Regions from separate parts of the Mus musculus genome. Here regions 1, 2, 4, 5, 6 and 7 are each linked to region 3. Evidence: chromatin contacts called from public ChIA-PET, HiChIP or PLAC-seq and promoter capture Hi-C data. All regions are on one chromosome and are shown on one strand. The core of a region is the stretch at or near the end of the contact, and the rest is flanking DNA. Distances in the headings are between cores, read along the strand shown. Region 1 holds the start of Thoc5 (THO complex 5). Region 2 holds the start of Nefh (neurofilament, heavy polypeptide). Region 3 holds the start of Tbc1d10a (TBC1 domain family, member 10a). Region 4 holds the start of Rasl10a (RAS-like, family 10, member A). Region 5 holds the start of Pik3ip1 (phosphoinositide-3-kinase interacting protein 1). Region 6 overlaps Ap1b1 (adaptor protein complex AP-1, beta 1 subunit). Region 7 holds the start of Drg1 (developmentally regulated GTP binding protein 1).

The links. Promoter capture Hi-C pulls out the DNA fragments that hold promoters and counts their contacts. ChIA-PET counts read pairs in DNA pulled down with a chosen protein or histone mark. HiChIP or PLAC-seq counts read pairs in DNA pulled down with a chosen protein or histone mark.
Region 1: a contact with region 3 is called in a promoter capture Hi-C map of neutrophils, with 5 times the contacts expected there. The contact joins the promoter of Thoc5 here to the promoter of Tbc1d10a in region 3. A contact is called at or near these places in 13 of 39 promoter capture datasets (the 3T3-L1 cell line, 3T3-L1-derived adipocytes, the C10 cell line and 9 more), 9 of 115 datasets of contacts at active chromatin or transcription factors (bone marrow-derived macrophages, embryonic forebrain, embryonic hindbrain and 5 more) and 2 of 9 other capture datasets (embryonic stem cells and macrophages).
Region 2: a contact with region 3 is called in a promoter capture Hi-C map of embryonic stem cells, with 4 times the contacts expected there. The contact joins the promoter of Nefh here to the promoter of Tbc1d10a in region 3. A contact is called at or near these places in 3 of 39 promoter capture datasets (the SN4741 cell line, embryonic stem cells and hippocampal neurons), 2 of 115 datasets of contacts at active chromatin or transcription factors (embryonic forebrain and memory CD8 T cells) and 2 of 9 other capture datasets (embryonic stem cells and macrophages).
Region 4: a FOXA1 HiChIP or PLAC-seq map of pancreatic cancer cells shows a contact between it and region 3. The contact joins the promoter of Rasl10a here to the promoter of Tbc1d10a in region 3. A contact is called at or near these places in 4 of 39 promoter capture datasets (the HPC-7 cell line, cranial neural crest, erythroid cells and 1 more), 1 of 484 Hi-C or Micro-C datasets (bone marrow-derived macrophages), 6 of 115 datasets of contacts at active chromatin or transcription factors (bone marrow-derived macrophages, cardiomyocytes, embryonic stem cells and 3 more) and 1 of 9 other capture datasets (embryonic stem cells).
Region 5: a contact with region 3 is called in an RNA polymerase II ChIA-PET map of memory CD8 T cells, with 14 read pairs. The contact joins the promoter of Pik3ip1 here to the promoter of Tbc1d10a in region 3. A contact is called at or near these places in 3 of 115 datasets of contacts at active chromatin or transcription factors (astrocytes, cardiomyocytes and memory CD8 T cells) and 1 of 9 other capture datasets (macrophages).
Region 6: a promoter capture Hi-C map of liver shows a contact between it and region 3, with 3 times the contacts expected there. The contact joins the enhancer-like site here to the promoter of Tbc1d10a in region 3. A contact is called at or near these places in 8 of 39 promoter capture datasets (the 3T3-L1 cell line, embryonic stem cells, hematopoietic stem and progenitor cells and 2 more), 2 of 115 datasets of contacts at active chromatin or transcription factors (extraembryonic endoderm stem cells and stem cell-derived neural progenitor cells) and 2 of 9 other capture datasets (embryonic stem cells and liver).
Region 7: a contact with region 3 is called in a promoter capture Hi-C map of embryonic stem cells, with 13 times the contacts expected there. The contact joins the promoter of Drg1 here to the promoter of Tbc1d10a in region 3. A contact is called at or near these places in 2 of 39 promoter capture datasets (embryonic stem cells and liver), 3 of 484 Hi-C or Micro-C datasets (all in embryonic stem cells) and 5 of 115 datasets of contacts at active chromatin or transcription factors (bone marrow-derived dendritic cells, embryonic stem cells and stem cell-derived neural progenitor cells).

The regions. Positions count from the first base shown.
Region 1 is chr11:4,893,835-4,896,735 of GRCm38.p6, reverse strand. It overlaps Thoc5 (THO complex 5), which reads right to left and starts at 1,393. Exons shown (of 20, transcript NM_172438.3): 1 at 1,358-1,393. It overlaps Nipsnap1 (nipsnap homolog 1), which reads right to left. Exons shown (of 10, transcript NM_008698.3): 10 at 2,535-2,901.
Region 2 is chr11:4,946,789-4,949,488 of GRCm38.p6, reverse strand. Nefh (neurofilament, heavy polypeptide) reads left to right here and starts at 1,425. Exons shown (of 4, transcript NM_010904.3): 1 at 1,425-2,431. The coding sequence starts at 1,555. It also overlaps a transcript of Ap1b1 not described here.
Region 3 is chr11:4,185,392-4,188,305 of GRCm38.p6, reverse strand. Tbc1d10a (TBC1 domain family, member 10a) reads right to left here and starts at 1,473. Exons shown (of 9, transcript NM_134023.1): 1 at 1,207-1,473. The coding sequence starts at 1,415.
Region 4 is chr11:5,056,845-5,059,544 of GRCm38.p6, reverse strand. Rasl10a (RAS-like, family 10, member A) reads right to left here and starts at 1,417. Exons shown (of 3, transcript NM_145216.4): 1 at 1,021-1,417; 2 at 1-112. The coding sequence starts at 1,239. It also overlaps a transcript of Gas2l1 not described here.
Region 5 is chr11:3,329,388-3,332,095 of GRCm38.p6, reverse strand. Pik3ip1 (phosphoinositide-3-kinase interacting protein 1) reads right to left here and starts at 1,365. Exons shown (of 6, transcript NM_178149.4): 1 at 1,092-1,365; 2 at 65-181. The coding sequence starts at 1,161. Gm12592 (predicted gene 12592) reads left to right here and starts at 906. Exons shown (of 2, transcript NR_165248.1): 1 at 906-1,182.
Region 6 is chr11:4,997,272-4,999,971 of GRCm38.p6, reverse strand. The region is part of intron 1 of Ap1b1 (adaptor protein complex AP-1, beta 1 subunit); the gene reads right to left. Among named protein-coding and RNA genes, the nearest start is that of Ap1b1, 12 kb to the right of the region's middle. Within about 2 kb of position 1,446, at least 49 of the 459 cell types and tissues checked have an H3K27ac peak or open chromatin away from gene starts, as enhancers often do. A contact at or near this core is called in extraembryonic endoderm stem cells and liver, where this site is marked.
Region 7 is chr11:3,265,022-3,267,773 of GRCm38.p6, reverse strand. Drg1 (developmentally regulated GTP binding protein 1) reads left to right here and starts at 1,311. Exons shown (of 9, transcript NM_007879.2): 1 at 1,311-1,505. The coding sequence starts at 1,464.

The DNA of each region.
Region 1 (2,901 bases), core at 144-2,643, 710 kb before region 3:
AATTCCCAACATCCACGTGGCAGCTCACAACTGACTGTAACTACAAGATCTAACACCTCACACGGACACGCACGCAGGCAAAACACCGATGTACATAAAATAAAAATAATTTAAAAAGAAATGGATTCTCTCTCAGAATCTTAGACAAGGAAACCAAGACAGAATTTATTAATAAATGTTTTCATCATACTATGTATACTATGCAGTTATATCAATATCATAAGACAAGTGGAAGCCATTTCCTATTTATGGCATGCAGACCAGACCCAAGTTTTCTTCTACCAAAGTAACTATAGGTTTAAAAAGTGACTGTGAAGTTGGGAATATTACTCAGCTGGTAGAGTGCTGGCCTAGCATACTCAAACGCCTGTGTTTGATCTCCTGGACTGCATAAAACTGTGTGGCGGGACATGCCTGCAATGAGAACAGGTCAGACTGAGAGCTGGCTGACGAGATGTTCCAGATCAGCTTTTGCTATATAATGTGTTCAAAAGTCAGTTTGGGCTACATAATAAAATCTCGTCTCCAAGAAAAAAGGGGGGAGGGGCGGATGGGCTGTGAGACAGGATAGTGGTAAATATCAGGAATCACAGAGCTTGAGTGACTGAGGCAGAGGGATCTTTACCAATGTGAAGCCAACCTGGACTACAGAAGCTGCCAGACAGACAGGACTATAGTGACTGCATTTAAAATCTTCATTAAAACGGAGCAGGTGGCACCTCTTCTTACTGCCCGAGCCCTTTGCAGTATAACTTAAGAAAAAAAATTCTTGTTTTCCTTTTCTTAGAAATTAAGATAAGCAAAATATTTAATGAAGCAAATACACTAAGTCCAGCCAGCTAGCTAGGAAATAGAGCGGACAACATAAAGAAAAGCCAAGCCAAGCTTCTTTGCCCTTGTAACGTCCGCACTTCGCGCTCTCAGCCTTTCTGCTCCAGCAATAAAAGCTCTTTTCTGCGACTCCTTGGAGTCTGGTGCGGCGCGACGATGGTAACGCCTCTCTCAGAGGACCGCAGGAGGCTGCCGGTGACAGGTAAACGAGTGGCGGACTCATCTGACAAAACCCACAAGGGTGGCACGGAAAACCCGGGAAAGCCAACCGCCACCCAGGAGCGTTTGCCACACGCCCAAGAGGACCATCGACGAGGGTCACCACCAGCAGCAGCACTCTCGGGAGACTACAATGGGGACAGAGGATGCTGCTCCGGTTAGTTCCTAGAAAACCGCCACGAGCCTGGGGGACCCCGACAGGTGAGGACCCCAGCCCGCGGACACGCTCCGTGCCGTCTGCACATCAAGCCCGGATCGCCCAGCGAGGACCTGCAGCCCCAGCCAGCAGCCCTCTACCCTCGCTCACCAGAATGCTCCTCACGCCTTCCAGCCGGGTAGCCACTTCCGGCTCGCGACCATAGAGAAGCGGAAGAAGAGAGCCACAGGCCGGAAGTGAGACACGAAGGCCAGATGCAGCTTGGGAAGCAAGGAAGGGGCGAGTCTAGTTCTATTAAGTTGGGAAACTGGGGCGATAATGTCCAAGTCTGTGCTTCGTGCCCCTTCACCGGAGTGTGAATTAGTGGGCCCTCCGCCGACTCACTCGAGTGAGTTTGTGGTATCTCAAGAAAGCACAAGTGTCGCTGTGCTATCATTTGAACAGGAGTGGATTTTGTCTTCTGACTTTGTTCAGGGCCTCACTACATAGCACACTTGCGGGTCTTGAACGCTATATAGATCAGGCTGGTCACTACGATCCGCCTGCATTGGACTCGCTGGACTTAGGCAGGTGTCACCATGCCTGACTCTTCTTTAAATTTTTGTTTTGTTTTTTTTAGATTTATTTATTTATTATATGTAAGTACATTGTAGCTGTCTTCAGACACTCCAGAAGAGGGAGTCAGATCTCTTTACGGATGGTTGTGAGCCACCATGTGGTTGCTGGGATTTGAACTCTGGACCTTCAGAAGAGCAGTCGGGTGCTCTTACCCACTGAGCCATCTCACCAGCCCTTGTTTTTGTTTTTTGAGACAGGGTTTCTCCGTATAGCCCTGGCTGTCCTGGAACTCACTTTGTAGACCAGGCTGGCCTCCAACTCAGAAATCTGCCTGCCTCTGCCTCCCAAGTGATGGGATTAAAGGCGTGTGCCACCACCGCCCCCCCCCCCCACTCTAACTTCTTGATACTATCGGAGTCACTACACCCAGAAAGGAACTGAGGCAGGGGCATAATCCTATATTACACCTGCTTCCTGCTTCACTGTTTTGTTTTGTTTTGATTTTTTATTTTCCCCCAAGACTCTAGTGCAGTACCTGTAAGCTTCAGATGTTTCCTATGCCTGGCATTTCTGGAGTAAATTCTGGTTGTCTGCAAACATGAACATTGAATACCTTGTGGCGCCGAAACAGCTCCTTTTCTTGCTCTGGGACGAAGATGAAGACGGTCTCCCTAAGAGATCAAAGCCAGTGTAACCCTCAGCCAACTGGAAGCTGCCCTGCCTTAGACAACTACTGAGATTCCTTGTAGATGAAGACAACACCACAACGTACAGTAAATATTTAATTTGGTTCCATCAACATTCTCCTGGATGGTAGCACAACCATGCTAAGCAGGGGTTCATGAGGTACCGGGGTCATTGAAGAGACCCCAGAATCACAACCTACTCCACAGACCTAGTGTTTCTGCAAAATGAGGGTTTGGGGGACAATGTCAAGAAGGGAAAGAAAGAATTTGATGGAACTATAGGTCTCAGCCTGTGTTTTTGCCTGTAGGAAGGAAGAAGTACAGAAGAGCTGAAGCACAAATTCAAGTTTTAACCACATTATGTAGGAAAACATGGATACGCCTCTCCATCTGTCTAGGAACAGGGTGCTCCCTTAAGATCCTCTGTCACCTCTGTCCTGTCTTCCCAAT
Region 2 (2,700 bases), core at 176-2,675, 760 kb before region 3:
CTGCTTGGAAAAGCTATGGAACCTCCCTACTCCGTTAGGCATAGATTTAACCCTTCCCATCCGAGGAGCGGCTGCTGTCCGTGGTGCTGAAGCGATAGCGGCACGGGCGGCTCCGTCCACTAACACCGCTTTTGACCGGAAAACCAAACCAAGAACGAGCCGTATAATAAAGCAAGAGCTCCAAGTCTAAGCCCCTCCGCCGTCCCCGCCCTTTCACCTGAAGCCTCAGTAGGGCTCATGATGGAGGTCGGTGGACTTTGGTACTGAAAAACCACTCCACCACTTCCTCGGAGCATGAAAGGGGATGCTTACGGCAGTACTGGTTCATCTATTCTGGAAAAGGAATGAGATGCCAAGATAAAGCAGAAAAATCGGGCAAGGAAGGGAGAAAGACAAAGTTCTCAGGTGAGAGGAACTGGTTACTATTCCGACTGGCAATATGTGGGTTCTCCTCCCCAAAATCAGCCAGACATTTCCCAAGTTCGAACCTCCTAGGGGCACATGGGAGCTTGGAGCTGCATCTTGTCTCTTGCACACAAGGGAAAACCAAACATAGGAGAACACAATTTGTACAAGGTCATTCAGCTAGCGAAGCACAGAAGCTAACCCCACCCTGTGGCAGAACTTGGCTTCGGTGTTGAGGCTCTTGCTGCCTACTGAGGGACCCCCTGTTCTTCGTAGGCAGTTTTCCTTTCCGGGCAAGAGGAGACTCCACTTTCCAGTCGTGGCCACTGGAATTTTTAGAGAGCACCACGTTCCTCTCACCCAGCGCTCCCTTTCTCCGTCTGCAGTGTTCTCCTTCTCAGGGTAGCTTTGCGGTCCTTTCAAACTCCACGCCCACCCCAACCCCAACCCCGAAGCCAGCTGTACAGTTCCTTAAGCCCCTTTGGGTGGCCCAGGGCCGCTGTAGTATCTGGGGAACACTGCACCGCCAGCTAGAAGGTCCCCATTTATCATCAGTAGCATCCATCATGCAACCCCATACAGAATCCCTTCGTGGGTGACTGCAGTCTGCACTCCTCATCTCAAGGTCCTCTCTAACTATCAGGGAACCAACCCTGTGCTGCTTCTCAAGTGGGGGTGTCCTCTCATAGTAATCACTGCAGTCTCCCACTGCTTCAACCCGAAGGCGCCCTGACCCATCAGTTCTGCAATCCTCTCCCTATTTCCAGTGCCCTCTCTTATTCTGAGGGTCTTATTCTGACTAATAGGGTCTTCCGACATGCACCTGGAGGTCTGCACTTGTCCGCTCCGGAAGTCCTTTACTCCTTGGTCTGACCTCGGGAGGCTCTACTGACGATGCGTCGATTCCCCTTCACTCCTGGGTCGTCCCCCCCAGCCCCGCCCCTCTCACTGCGGAGAAGCCGGTCGGCCCGGGGCCGCGGGGGAGGAGGTGGAGAGGGTGGGGCCCTCCTCCCCAGCCCCCCACTGCCGAGGGGCCGGACCGGGCCACCGCGGATATAAAAGAGCCGGAGTCCCAGAGCTGCCGCAGTGCTGCCTGCCCCGTCCCAGCCCCGCACTCCCGCTCCGCTGGCGGCCGCACCTGCTCCGGCCATGATGAGCTTCGGCAGCGCCGATGCGCTGCTGGGCGCCCCGTTCGCGCCGCTGCACGGAGGCGGCAGCCTGCACTACTCGCTGAGCCGCAAGGCAGGCCCGGGCGGCACGCGCTCCGCGGCCGGCTCCTCCAGCGGCTTCCACTCGTGGGCGCGGACGTCCGTGAGCTCCGTGTCCGCCTCACCCAGCCGCTTCCGCGGCGCCGCCTCGAGCACCGACTCGCTAGACACCCTAAGCAACGGCCCAGAGGGCTGCGTGGTGGCGGCGGTGGCGGCGCGCAGCGAGAAGGAGCAGCTGCAGGCTCTGAACGACCGCTTCGCGGGCTACATCGACAAGGTGAGGCAGCTCGAGGCGCACAACCGCAGCCTGGAGGGCGAGGCGGCGGCGCTGCGGCAGCAGCAAGCCGGCCGCGCCGCCATGGGCGAGCTGTACGAGCGCGAGGTGCGCGAGATGCGCGGCGCCGTGCTGCGCCTCGGGGCGGCGCGCGGGCAGCTGCGCCTGGAGCAGGAGCACCTGCTGGAGGACATCGCTCACGTCCGCCAGCGGCTGGACGAGGAGGCCCGGCAGCGTGAGGAGGCGGAGGCGGCGGCGCGCGCCCTGGCGCGCTTCGCGCAGGAGGCGGAAGCGGCGCGCGTGGAGCTGCAGAAGAAGGCGCAGGCGCTGCAGGAGGAGTGCGGCTACCTGCGGCGCCACCACCAGGAGGAGGTGGGCGAGCTGCTCGGTCAGATCCAGGGCTGCGGGGCCGCGCAGGCGCAGGCTCAGGCCGAGGCTCGCGACGCCCTCAAGTGCGACGTGACGTCGGCGCTGCGGGAGATCCGCGCGCAGCTCGAAGGCCACGCGGTGCAGAGCACGCTGCAGTCCGAGGAGTGGTTCCGAGGTGCGCGGGAGCGCGGGGTGGGAAGGGGTCGCCCCCTCCTGGCGGAGCAGTGAGCAGCCCGAGAGGACTCCTCTCAGAAGTAGCTAGACCCGCTGCGAGGTGCATGCCACCTGACAAAGTAGCGGTTTTACCCAGACCCTCCCTTGGGGCGCCCCAACTCTGGATTTTCCTTTAGAAAAAGGAAACCACCCTCCACATTTTTTATGTCTGTAATTAAACACCGGGGCCAACCCCTGTGCCCCACACACTGTTAGACCCCAGATTCAGAC
Region 3 (2,914 bases), core at 224-2,723:
GACTCTTGGGGAGGGAGGGTGATATGGTGGAAGTGACATTTATATGGGACAGCTTCATGGAGTGGGTTCTTAAGATAATCAAGCACTTCTGTAAGTCCCAAGAACAGCTGGGGACATCCTGGGCAGTCACAATCAGTCAGAGGAGAGGGAGAATATATACTGGCGTAGGGCTTCCATGGTGCCTGTGAGGCTCTATAAACTGGGAGGTACACTATGACAGGGAGGCTTGTCAGTTCTGGGTATGGCGCTAGTCTCCTATCACAAGACAAGTGGAATGAAAGCAGGATCTAGAGGCCATCTTCCTGAAGAGACCACCAGATCGCATCCGCAGTCTCTGGGAGGGCGGGCTTCTAGGGGTTCTGCTGTGTACAAATCTGTAGCCCAACATGCTCAGCTTGGAGGGAAGGTGTTACTCCTGCCTCAGCTTTCTCTAATGGAAAGCTGGGTACCTGGTAGCTCAAGGGTGGGGTGCTGTCTCCCTCCTTCTCCAGTCCTAGATCTGGATTTGGGAAGGAAGGACATAAACACGGCAGCCTGGGAGTCTACTGGCTGGCTCCCCTGTGATGAAGCTGACAGGGGAGTCCTAGAGTTGAGGTGCCCTATAACTACTGGGAAGGAGTGTCGGCCCACCTGTTGCCTGTGACAATGGACAAAGCTGCCTTTTGGCAGAGGGTGTGTAATGAGGAGAGACCTTTCCATGATGAAAAGAAACTGGGAGTCAAGATGGGACCCTCTGGGAGGGGGCTGGCCAGTGTCAATCCTTCTGAGATATGTGTCTGGAGGTAAGGGTTAGCGCGACCTGGAATAGCTCGGAGTCCTGAAGTCTTAAGATTTCCTGGGGTGCCGATACTGAGGTGGCGAGACAAGGATTCTGTGGGGTAGGGGGAGATGGAGAATAGCTGTGGGCAAAGTATGGGGCAGCCATCTGTGCGCGTGTCAGGGGGTGGCAAAGCTTTAAGGCCAGAGTAACCTGCGAGATTATGAGCTGGAGATGGGAAACCCCCATCGGGGATACTCTCCTTGGAGGGTATGGATCAGTCGGTTTGGGGAAGACCAGGAGGAAGGGAATGGCCTTTCTGTTCGTAGGTAGAAAGTAGGCTGCCGCTTGCGGCGTATCTGTGGGGTTGGGACAGTGGAGACACGTTGGTGGGTCAGGCCCACGCCTGTGCTGGTCCCGCGCCCGGCCCAGACCCCAGAGCTACTCACGCGCCCTCGGCGCCCTGCGAACCCACGATGAATCCGAACTTGTCGATGCGGCGCTCGGCGAAGCCGTTGGCCTCCGAGTCGGAGCCGAGCGAGCTCAGCTCGTCGGCGGTGGCGGCGTCGGGGCCCTGGGCCAGGCTTTCCCGGGTCCCAGACAGGCTCCCGCCTGCTGCGGGCTCGCGCGGCCCATTCTCTCTGCTGCTTTTCGCCATATCGGCCGCGCCCGCCACCAGAGCGCCAGCGGCCACCTCAGCCGCCTGAGCCGCCCGGCCTCCGCCGACGCTGCCGACGCCCCTCCCACGCACTGTGCCCATTGGCTGCCACAAAGCTGGGGGCGGATACCCAGGGAGCTCCCACCACGCGCCCAATGGGTGCCGAGGGTCCCGAGCCTCGCCCCTCCTCCAGCCTGGCGCCAAGTGGACCGACGTGAGGGGGCGGGACAACCGTCACCAAGGGCCCGCCTTCCCTGGCTGCCAATCACAAAAACTCACCTGGACTAGCTCGTCTGGCTTTTCCGGGTTGGCCCGGAGCTGGTGTGTCACCTGCTGCTGCTCTCTGGCAGAAGGTCTAGGGCTTCCCTAGAGGTCCTAAGGTCTCTGCCTCCATGGGAAACAGGGTCGTGGGTAGCGCTACTTCGCCAGGTCATTTTCAAGAACAGTGATGAGACGCAAGTGGGCTTAGGGATCTGAACCACCTGGCTGTTCTGCTTAGGGGGATGCAAATTAGCTCGTGGGAGACCCTATAAGAATAATACAGAACAGCCGGGCAAGATGGCTCACGCCTTTAATTTAATCTCAGCACTTGGGAGGCAGAGGCAGGCGAATTTCTGAGTTCGAGGCCAGCCTGGTCTGCAGAGTTAGTTCCAGGACAGCCAGGGCTACACAGAGAAACACTGTCTCGAAAAACCAAAACCCAAAACCAAATTATATATATATATATATATATATATATATATATATACACATACACACACACACACACACACACACACACACACATATATATATATCAGACCTAAGCTCTACCTTTTTCTTCCCAACACCTTTCTGGTGAGGGTTGATTTGTATTGTTTTTCTTTGAGATAGGGTCTCCAAAGTGGCTTTGACTTTACTATGTAGTCTAGGGCCCTCCCTGTCTCCCAAGTGCTGGGATTACAGATGTGGGCTATCCTGCCTGACTCCCCAATAGTTTTATTGAAATATGGTTAGCATACCACCACTTCCATCTATTTAAGGTATATACATACTTCCTATATTTAAATTCCATCACCCCACCGACACACCTACACATGCACAAATACATAAAAATTAAAGATAAATTAGGCATGATAACAGATGCCTGTACTCTGTAGGCTAAAACAGTTTACAAGTTCCGGACAGACTGACTGGGCTACAAATAAAAATCCTATCTCAAAAAAAAAAAAAAAAAAAAAAGTACAAAGCTGGGCGTGGTGGTTTTTATCCCAGCACTCGGGAGGCAGAGGCAGGCAGATTTCTGAGTTTGAGGCCAGCCTGGTCTACAAAGTGAGTTCCAGGGCAGCCAGGACTACACAGAGAAACCCTGTCTCGAAAAAAAAAAAAAAAAAAAAAGGTACAGTCCCATGGTTCTTTAGCATCCGTACAGAGTTGTGCAAACATTGCATCCTCCTCCTAGGAAATTCTACCGAAGAAAAATGAAAATAATGCTACCTGGTCAAATAGAGAGAAAAAGA
Region 4 (2,700 bases), core at 168-2,667, 870 kb before region 3:
TACGCTGCCTCAGGGCTTTAACATAATCGAAACTGTCGGGGCTGCAGATGTCGTAGACCAGCACAAAGGCGTCTGTGTCCTGCAAGCTCCAGTCTTTAGGGTCCGGCCACTCCTAGAGGGTAGAGGCTGGGGTTTACTCCAATTCAACCTCACTCCCCGTCACCTCCCAGCAATACTCCGGATGGGACGCGCCCTCCCACAGGCCAGACTTCCCAGCCGTGCTTGGATCTTGTCAGTCCTTAGCCCTCCTACTTCCTGGGCCACCCGTCAACCTACTATGCTCCTACTGCCTCAGAGCCTGGGATCTGCCGTCCACCGGCTGACAGATGGTAACTGACTGTCCTGGTGCAGCTGTACAGGTGAAGCCTCTGGCTTGTCTCTTGCTGCTCTTTCCCCCTTGCAATATTCTTACAGCTTCTTTCACCAAAACTTCATTTAGCCTCCCAGGTGCTGCTCAAATGCCAGCTTTGAAATGAATGCAGCGCCAAAGACTGGGAGTCTGAGGGTGCGGTGGCCCCCTCTAGAAAGGGTACTCCTGTGTCTGGTCCAGTCTGTCACAGCGGCGCGGCTCAGCTCAAGCTGTGCCACACACTGACCCAGACACCAGCCTAGGCAGGCAAAGAAGACAAGAAACAGCCACAGAGCCGGGCGTGGTGGCGCACGCCTTTAATCCCAGCACTTGAGAGGCAGAGGCAGGTGGATTTCTGAGTTCAAGGCCAGCCTGGTCTACAGAGAGAATTCCAGGACAGCCAGCACTGCACAGAGAAACCCTGTCTCGAAAAAAACAAAAACAAAAACAAAAGAGAGAGAGAGAGAGAGAGAGAGAGAGAGAGAGAGAGAGAGAGAGAGAGAGAGAGAGAGAGAGGAAACAGCCACAGGGCACCTACAGGTTAGCGCAGGAAGCTCGTATGCAAACTACCTAGACACACACACTTCAATCCCAGAACGGGCTCGGGCGCCCTGGATCAGTACACATGGGCACCAAGTGTACACACACCCCTGGCCCCCTCGAACCGCTACCTCAAGACTTCTGGGGCTTGAGCCGGGTCCAGCGACGTCACCATCGCGGATACTCAGGTCGTAGACCGCGCCGTCGAGCAGCACCGCGGGTCGGTAGAGGCAGGGACTGTCCGTGGGTCGGTGGCGCTCAGGATAGTCACCAAACAAGAATTGGCGGATGATGGCGGTCTTACCCACTCCCGGAGCACCCAGAACAGCCACCCGCAGGCTGCCGCCCATGGCTGGCCCGCGCTCCCGCGCCTGGCACCGGGGAGCTTCATGAGCCCGTTCTGCGCCTTGCTTGCCCGGCCCGGGATACCCGCATCGCGTCGCCTACAGCACCTCAGCCACAAGAGGCCAGGCCTGAGGATCGAGCGGGCGGACGCACCCGCAGCTCCGCAGGAAGAGTGCACCCGGTGCGGTGCAGACCCGCCCCCACCTTCAGCTCCGTCCCCTTCTCGCTCCGGCGCCGGGAGCCGCCGCCCCAGTCGGCCGCGCGGGCGAGCAAGCGAGCGGGGCCTCCCGGAGGCGGCGATGAGGTAACTGTCCGCCCCGCCCCTCCCGGGGAGGGTCGCGGCCCAGTGACTGCCAGGCGGGTCGCCTTGTTAAAGCCTGGTTCCCCAGGTGGCAGTCAGCTTCCCTCAACCGTTTCAAAACCGAAGCCGCTGGGCGCCACCTCCCTGTTCCTCCAACACCGCTGGCTGCAACCTGGCTGTTGACCAAGCCCAGGCTCTTAGAATCAGGCCACTTGGGGTCAGACCCAGTCCTGGTTGAATGACCTTGGGCCAATCGTCGCATTGGACTTTTTGTCTGCATCCCGGTTGTCCACCAAAGGCCGATGGCTTCAAAGCTTCCTCCTGTTTTGTGAGACCCTGGGCACCAACTCCTTTTCTGGGCTCTCCCCTGCATCATCTTCGAACCGCAGCCTCAACCTGGGTACTCGTGGTTTAAGGAGGAGGGAACTGAGACCCTGGAGAGGTATCTCAAAGTGAGAAGGACACTGGGACTCCGTCCCGGGCCTGCGGGCCACTTTTCATTACACCTACAAGGACAAACGACTAGAAGAACACTGTTTCAAAGGACCAGCCCAGAGGGGGTGGGGAGTGGAGACAGAAGGGTTTGAGCCCAGCACAGAAGTCTGCTCAGCAACTCAGCCCCCAGTCACTGCCCCAACAGGTTGGAGGCGAAGAAACAGATCCACGGGTCTGTCCCAGAGTCTGTCCCAGGGGTGCACCATGCCCTCTTCCCTGGACAAGTTCGGAAGCTCCTCTGAGGGTTCGGAAAGTCTGGGTTTGCCCAACCTCCGTCCGGCCCTCCAGTCTCCACACACTGGAGGAGTTCCCAGGCCTCTGCCCTCCACCCAGGTACTGTGAAATGCAGGCACCCGGCATTGAACAAGACTCACTCATTCAACGAATGCTTCAAGTCTAACAGGTGGCCAGAATGCTGAAATGGAGCCAAAAGGAAAAAGAACTGTCTCCTCTCCCTTAGGAGAGAAGGCTCTAGAAATACTTAGATCCAGGCCTCTAAAGGCATTGATAATATGTCTACCTGGCCAGGAATTAAGTGGAAGGAAGGGCAGGAGAAACTAGCCCGTCAAGGGGGAAGGAGGCACACCCTCCCGCGGGGAACAGGTGACAGCAGCTGGAAGGTATTCCTTAACACTAATGTCTAGTCCTCTTCCCCAGGTAGACTTAGGGC
Region 5 (2,708 bases), core at 116-2,615, 860 kb after region 3:
AAGAGGAGTCAAGGGCCGCGGCCGCCGCCCACCAACCCCGCCCGCCTCCCCGGCGGACACTCACTGGGCTCGGTGAGCGACTCGCGGCTGCCTTGCGCGGCCAACCAGTTGAGGCAGCGGAGACCCGGCGCGGGCGAGGGCTGGTCCTCCCGGTACAGGTGGCCGTTGTCCCAGAAGCAGCCTATGAGGAAGAGGAACCCGCCCGAGACTCTTAGTGCGTTTCTCTGGCCCCGCGGGAGAAAGCCCTGTGTACCTCAGAGTGTCACGCCCCTGGCGGCGTTTGGTCCACACACAACACTCGATTTAGCTTTCTTCTTCCTTCCCTTCCCTTCCCTTCCCTTCCCTTCCTTCCTTCCTTCCTTCCTTCCTTCCTTCCTTCCTTCCTTCCTTCCTTCCTTCCTTCCTTTTAAAAAAGCTTAAGATCGCTGCACAACTGCAAAGGGTTGTTATTCTTGGACTTGGGACCACTTTGAAGGTACAAGAAGGTCTTTCTCCCTAAGGTCTTTCTGTGGAGATGGTGAGTTTGGTTCTGGGCAGTCAGACATGGAAGTCATCCCAGTGTTGAGAAGTCAATGTTATATAAACTGGTGTTCCCTTCTCTACGAATACAGCCACTTTCTGCTAGTTTAACAGACACCGCCAGCTCCCAAGAGAATTCCACAAAAGCCTTTGATTCAGGGAAGCAAAAGATCCAATAGAGACCCCAGCTGAGGGTCTCTGCCTCATCTCTTAAGCTCCCACTCCCCTCAGCAGAGAGCCACGGGAGGAGGCTGGAGAGGGGAGGTTCGTGCGCCTGCCACACAAAGCAAACGGACTTTAAAAGGGTAAGACTCTGGGGAGTAGAAGAGACGAATTCCACTCCATCCACTCGTGTGAAAGGAAAGGGAAAGAGAAAGTGACTACTTGTCTTTGTTCTTAATGGCAAAGATGGAGCTGCAAGCCTCTGGCAAGGAAGGAGAGAGGAGAGAAGAATGCTTTCGTAGGATAACGAGAAAAGCAGCCAAAACCTTCCTTCCCTGTCGGCCTGACCACGTTTGGGGAATCTGTTTCATTTAAGTTGCTGCAGAAAGGGGGAGAAAACGTAATCTCACCTCCAGATCCATAGGCTTCTGCCAGAAGCATGTTGCTGAGAAGAAATGTGTGTACCCAAGCCAACAGCATCCTCGTCTCTTCGGCTCGCAGGTGACTCAACAGCCAGTGTCCAAATGGGGGGGGGGGGTCCTCCTTGGCAGCAGTTTTGTCTCCTTGCAGTCAGACTGGCCGGCCCCTGTTATGCTCTTCTGGTAAACAGCCTCTCTTTAGAACTGGGAGCTTCCCAGCTAGCTTGCTGCAGCCGAGGTGTTTTTCAGCTGAAAGGCGCCCCCTGGGTCCTAAGCCTCCTAGACCTTACCAGATCACTAACCCTGAGCCAAGAGAGGAACTCAGCCAAGCCGAGAGTGGCAGAGAGGTTTTGCTTAGCAGCAGCTCCGCGTGAGACCTGCACAACTGCATGCCCAGGGCTTTTCTTCCTTTTCCACCAGTGTGAGTACAGAGTCACTGTGTCAGAAGGCATCGTGGAGTGGGGTGGATTAGGAGCCCCAAAAGCACTACACAGTTGTAAGAGCGGATGCTGATTGCAGAAGCAGGAAGAATTTAAGACCACATAGACAGCACAACTAAGAATTATCTGTCTGGAAGCAATATATTTAAATTGTACTTTGCTAGGGCCAGTTCAGTCACATTCCTTTACTAACATTTGAGGTTTGGGTTATCCATATATAGTAGGAACACAGAAAGGGTATCATTAGCTGAAAATACATGTTACACAAACATTGAATTCCTTTAGCTATATTGTAAAGTCCACCCTTTTTACCAGCCCAGAAGTAAAATGTCTTCCTTCCAACTCCCCTCAAGCAGTATATAGGAAATCTAGTTGCAATAATTTGTGTCTACAGTTAAACCACATCCACATAACTTAGGGCTTTTGGAGTTTCTATTTGGCTGGCAGTTGAAGTTCCCAAGCAGCCTCAGTAAACTGAGAGAACAGGGTGGTTTGCCAAGACTACCTTGTGACTGGGGCAAATCCAAGAATAGAAACTCTGTTTTGATCTTGCCACAATGTAGGGAGGAAAAAAATAACACTATGAAGTAAGTTTTATAGACTTTATCATAGTGGAAAGCTAATGTGATTCTAACTATGAGAAGTGATTGAACCCTGATGTGTCTTTTAAGAAGAAAAGGGTTATTTTTATTTGTGGGTTTATCTGTGTCTGTACTCAGGCCATAGGAAAACTTCAGGGCCTCAAGAACTGGGGTTATAGGCAGTTGTCGACCATGGGAGGTAGCTGAAGTAGGCAGTGGAACTCGGGTCAGCTCTTCTTGAAGAGCAGCAAGTACTCCTAGTCTCTGAACCATGTCCCCAAACCACCTGACATGCCTTTTAAAACCATTGTCCGGACTGGGGAGGTGGCTCATTAGTTACGAGCACTTGTTGCTCTTGCGGAGCACTTAGTTCAGTTCCCAGCACTTAGCATAAGGCCATCTGTGTCCAGATCCAGAATATGGACTCCCTCCTCTGATACTCAGTCATGCACATACACATATGCTGGCAAAACACACATATAAACACCGCCCCCCAAAGAGTGCGTGTGTGTGCGTGTGGGGGTGGGGTTGGGGAGGGGTGGGGGGGTGTGCATGTGGTGTGTATATATGTGTGTGGTATGTGTGTG
Region 6 (2,700 bases), core at 197-2,696, 810 kb before region 3:
TCAGTTCATGAGGCTTGGTGGCAAGGGCCTTTACACCTCACAGGCCCTGTCTAAATTCTTGAGACAAGCTATCCTGATGCTTTGTTAATCTAAGAAGAGGTGTGCTTGAGAAAATGGCTTCCCCAGATTGTCTGTAGACAAGTCTGTAGGACATCTTATTAATGATTGTGTGGGTGGTGGTCTTGGGTGTAGAAGAAAGCACGCTGAGTAATAAGCCAGTAAGCAGCATTCTCTGTGGCTTCTGCTTCGGCTTCTGCCCTAACTTCCTTTACACTGGGCTGGAGTGTGGAGCTGTAAACTGAAATAAAACCTTTCCTTCCCAACTGCTTCTGGTCACGGTATTTTATCACAGCATAGAAAAGGAACTAAAGGGCTGGAGAGATGGCTCCGTGGTTAAGAGCACTGATTGCTTTTCCAGAGGTCCTGAGTTCAACTCCCAGCAACCACATGGTGGCTCACAACCATCTGTTATGGGGATCCGATGCTCACTTCTGGTATGTGTGAAGACAGTGACAGTGTACTCACATACATGAAATAAATACATAGATCTTTAAAAAAGAAAGAAAAAAGAAAAGTAACTAAGAACTAGAACTCCATTATGTAAGTCAGGCTAGCCTCAAACTCATGATTCTTTTGCCTCAGCTGGTGGACAGGACTGCAGGTATACACCACCATGCTCGGGTGATTAAGTCTTCAGGAGGAAGGAAGACCATACCACTCTGAGGAGGAAAGTGCTCCATTGTCCACAAGGGCAGACACTGGCCAGTGGTGCCTTTCTTCCTTCCAGGCCATGCAATCTCTGCATTGAGAAGCTTTGAGGGTGGCATGCAAGTATATGCACTGAACACTGAGGGCACATGGTGAGTTGACAAGGGAGCTGATCAGCAAAACAGACAGAGATGAGAACAACTTAAGGTCTGACTCAGGTGCAGCAGCACTTCTGAATGCATGGATATAGATATATACAGGCAGGGAACACTGACCCCTGAAGGTCTCTGCTGGAGCTGTAACTGTTCCATCCCTTCCTGACAACAGCTGCTCAGAAACCTGCCACAAGGATAGATGGATCTCAAGGGCCATCAGGAGTAAGTCAGAACAGACACAGAGGCCCATACCTGCAATCCTAGTTCTCGGGAGGCTGAAGAACAAGGATCATGGATTCCAGGTCAGCCTGGATTCCCTAGGGAGACCCTGTCTCAGAAAAAGGAAAGAAAGGGGAAAGGCTAAGAAAGAGAGGGAATGAAAAGGGGCATTCTTTAACCAAAAAGAAAGCCCAGCTGGTAAAGTGCTTGCCAAGCAATCATGAAGACCTGAGTTCTCCAGAGCTCAGGGAAGAAAGCTGGAGCTGCACTTGTGACCACCAGGTGAACCCCTGGAGCTTACTGACCAGGCAAACTAAACTAGTTAATGATTTCCAGGCCAGTGAGAAACTCTCAAAGATCCAGATGGCTAATGCCCGAGGAACAATACCTCCAAGTTGACCTCTGGCCTCTACAGACACGTGACTGTATCTACACACTCATCCAGCACACACGGAAATACACACAATGGAGGCTAGAGTGGGGTTGCTGCTTCTTCCTCACCTAAGACAGGAGAGCTGGAGTGTGCTCAGCTCTTTCAGCTAGCTGTCTCAAGGACAGAGACTGGCTTATCACACCAATGTCCCCTGCCTAACTGTGACCCTGCCTGTGAGGCTGAGCAAGATTCCAGGCACTTCTCCCCATTTGACAACCTTTCATCTTACTCAGTGTTCCTAGTGGTGTTGGTGACTGAATCCAGTGTCATACCTACAAAGCAAACTACCCCGGAGCTACAGTCTTTAAAAAGGAAATGGTTCCTCCCAGGTGAGCACGAACACCCATTTTAAGGACAGGGAAACAGGGAAGGCTAACTCCAAGACCAAAAGGCGAGTCGTCGGCAGACAAAGCACTTCAGACTACCTCTCTGAGACAATGTGGTCTCCAGACTCATACAAACAGGCTCTTTCAAGTCAGCTCGGCAACTATGAGAAAATGTTCCATGTTCTTCAGGCTTGGCATGAAATGCAGAACAAAGACAGTGCTTACAGAAGTATGACAAACAGACATACATTGTGGGCCAGACCCCACACGGAATTTTAAATTTAGTTCTCATGGGGTAAGGATGGCTCAGCTGGTAAAGGTGCCTGCCACCAAGTCTGATGAACTGAGTTTCTCCATGTGGTGGAGAAAGAGAAAAAACCCTGTAAGTTGTCCTGACTTCCACACACTATATAACAAAAGTATTAATTAAAAGTTCCAGCCGGAGCCGGGCCGTGGTGGCACACACCTTTAATCCCAGCACTTGGGAGGCAGAGGCAGGCGGATTTCTGAGTTGGAGGCCAGCCTGGTCTACAAAGTGAGTTCCAGGACAGCCAGGGCTACACAGAGAAACCCTGTCTCGAAAAACAAAAACAAAAACAAAAACAAACAAACAAACAAAAAAAGTTCCAGCCGGACATGGTGGCACACGCCTTTAATCCCAGAACTCAGGAGGCAGAGGCAGGTGGATTTCTGAGTTTGAGACCAGCCTGGTCTACAGAGTGAGTTCCAGGATAGCCAGGGCTACACAGAGAAACCCTGTCTCCAAAAAAAAAAAAAAAAAAAAAGTTCCTGGTGAGATGGCTCAGCGGAGGCCATGAGTTCAAATCCCAGCAACCACATGATAGCTCACTACCATCCA
Region 7 (2,752 bases), core at 62-2,561, 920 kb after region 3:
GTTAGATAAAAGAAAGTATGCACCCGTGTCCAAAGCCCAATTAAACAATTACACAAAGCAAATGGTCGGTCCCTCTATGTCCCTCATCATCAGACCCATAAACAATTCTCCCCTCAGGGTTCAGGGGGATCCTCCCGATCTAAGTGTCATGAGTGAGTCCTCGGCATTACAGGAAAAACCTTCCTATGGGAACCATTCTTTTACCTCCCTTTTTCTTTTTTTCCCTTTTTTATTTTATTTTTTTCCCAGTTTTTCGAGATAGCTTTCTCTGCCTTGACTGTCCTGGAACTTGCTCTGAAGACCAGGCTGGCCTGGAACTGAACTCAGAGATCTACCTGTTTCTGCTTCCTGAGTACTGGGATCAAAGGCGTGCGCCTCTATCATCTGGTTTATCTACATTTCCTAGAATGTACTTTCTGGCATGGTGTGTGGTAGTCGAGGGTTGCCTTGAACACAGGAGATCCTTGGTCTCAGCACCACCAGGAGACACACTCCGGTACTTTTTTTTTTTTTTTTTTTTGAGACAGGGTTTCTCTGTATAGCCCTGGCTGTCCTAGAACTCACTCTGTAGAGCAGGCTGGCCTCGAAGTCAGAAATCCGCCTGCCTCCCAAGTGCTGGGATTAAAGGTGGGTACCACTACCCTATGCCTCTCTAAGTGTATTTCTAACAAACAGCCTAGAGAGTATAATGATAAAAGGCACAGTTCTATTTGTCCATCTGACAAATTCGGGACTCACTTCCAGTCACACTACGCTTTAGTGGCTGTAACCTTATTTTACACAATAAAAATGCTTTTATATTTATTTATGCATTCCCTTCTAATTTGTGCTAACATAATTTCCAACTTTTCAACATGATAGCTTCTCCAAGTAATGGCTCTCTCTGGAAGAGCTCATTCGATCCACTAACTGTGGCTCGTTGAGTGCCACACTCCTTCTTTAGGGTTCCTGGTAAACAAAGGATCCCTCAAAAATTGTGCCCCCCACCCCTCTGAGTCTCTCTACAACCCCCCACCCCTCTGAGTCTCTCTACAACCCAGGAAGCCGAGGTCTGTCCTGATGAAGAAAGGGAGCTTCCAAGTATCTGCGCGCACTCTGATGGTCGCCGGGTTTAGGTGCACGCTGGGCACGGGAGTCGAAGGGGCGAGCGCAGGTCCGGCGGGGTGGGGCCGAGCTGCGCGCGACCCTCGGCGCGCTCCGGGAAGTTGGCCCGAGCGACCGCTCTGGTCACCTCACTGCGGGCTCTATGACACCGCGCTGGCTGGCGGGACAGGGAGGAGTCGGCGGAGAAGGCGGAGACCGCCCATCTCCGAGAGCGTCGGCGCGGACTTCTCGCGGAACCGTGTCGCGAGCTTAGCAGATCCCGCGCTTGCGCGCTGCAGTGGTGGCCAGAGGCGCGGCGGGCGCGAGAAGGGGGACCTAACCAGTGTGGAGGCTGGTGTGGCCTTAAGCCCTCCGCCACCATGAGCGGGACCTTAGCGAAGATCGCGGAGATCGAAGCCGAGGTAAAAGGCGCAGCCGGCGCTTCTCTCCTGGCCCTTCTGCGGCGCTGCGGCTCCTCCGGTGTTGCGTCCGCGGCGTCAGGGCCTGGCTTCCACCCCTGTGCCACCAGCTGCCATCGCCCCCGTAGTCTAAACCTGCGCTGCCGCAGCCCCGTCCCCATGCAGCCCCTTCCCTCAGTTCCTCGGGCCTGGGCTTCTCAGCTCCCATCCGCCAGCTCCGTCTCTGCGCAACCTCCCACATCCCACACCCAGCACTTGCTCCGGTTTTCGGCGCATGTCTCGACATTATTTCTGTTTTTCTTGCTTTTTTCTCTGAGCCACACGACTTCTATATCCCAGACTCCGTGATCCGATCACGGGCTTTGAGGTCTTGTCCCGTTATTCCTTGCCCACTTGCCACTCACTGGTGGTCCCCTTTTACACGCCGTTGGTTGTGACGGTAAGATCTGGGAGTAAGTAGATTGTACCTGGATGGCGCGTCATCCCTGAGACCTTCAGGGCTTTTTAAAGTCCGTAATGTGACACCCTTCTTTTAGATTGGGTACCGTAGAAACGAATCAGCAGATGCATTTTAATTCCCTCTGTGGATAGAAATTCGAATGACCGTGGGTCCTTTCACGTTGGGTCTCGTTTGTTTCTTTTGTGGTGAAGAGAATGAACTGGAGAGGGGAGAGGGAATTCAGTTTATTTTTATGTTTCTGTGTGTGTGTGTTCAGCATTACTTAGGGGAATCGTTCTGTTCAGTCATGGTTTCTGGGATTGAGTTTAGGTCTTCCAAGTTTGGCAGCAAGTGCACTTGAGTGTGTCTATCTGGCCCTGGATTTTTTCCCTCTCTCCCTCCCTCTACCTCTCTCCTTTGTTTGGAGACAGGGTCTTGCTACATACTTCTGGATGTCAGGGATCCCATTGTGTAGATCACGCTGGCCTTGAACTCAGACAGATCTGCCTCTGCCTCCAGAGTGCTGACATTAGCCAGGCTTGGTTTTTCTTTTTAAAAAATACTTAGTTGCCTGTATCCTCTTCAGTCTGCAGTTTGCTGGATGCTCGTGAATATGAGCCATTTGGTCTTCCCCTGAAGCAGTATTTCAATAGACAGTTTGTTCACCTTCACCTCTATTGTGGGCGTCTAAGGATAAAAAATAATTCTTAGGTGGAGCTCAGGAGGCCGAGGCCAGTGGTACACTAATGAATTCAATGCCAACCTGGTTTACATAATAAGTTGTAGTACAGTTAGGACCACATAAAGAGAC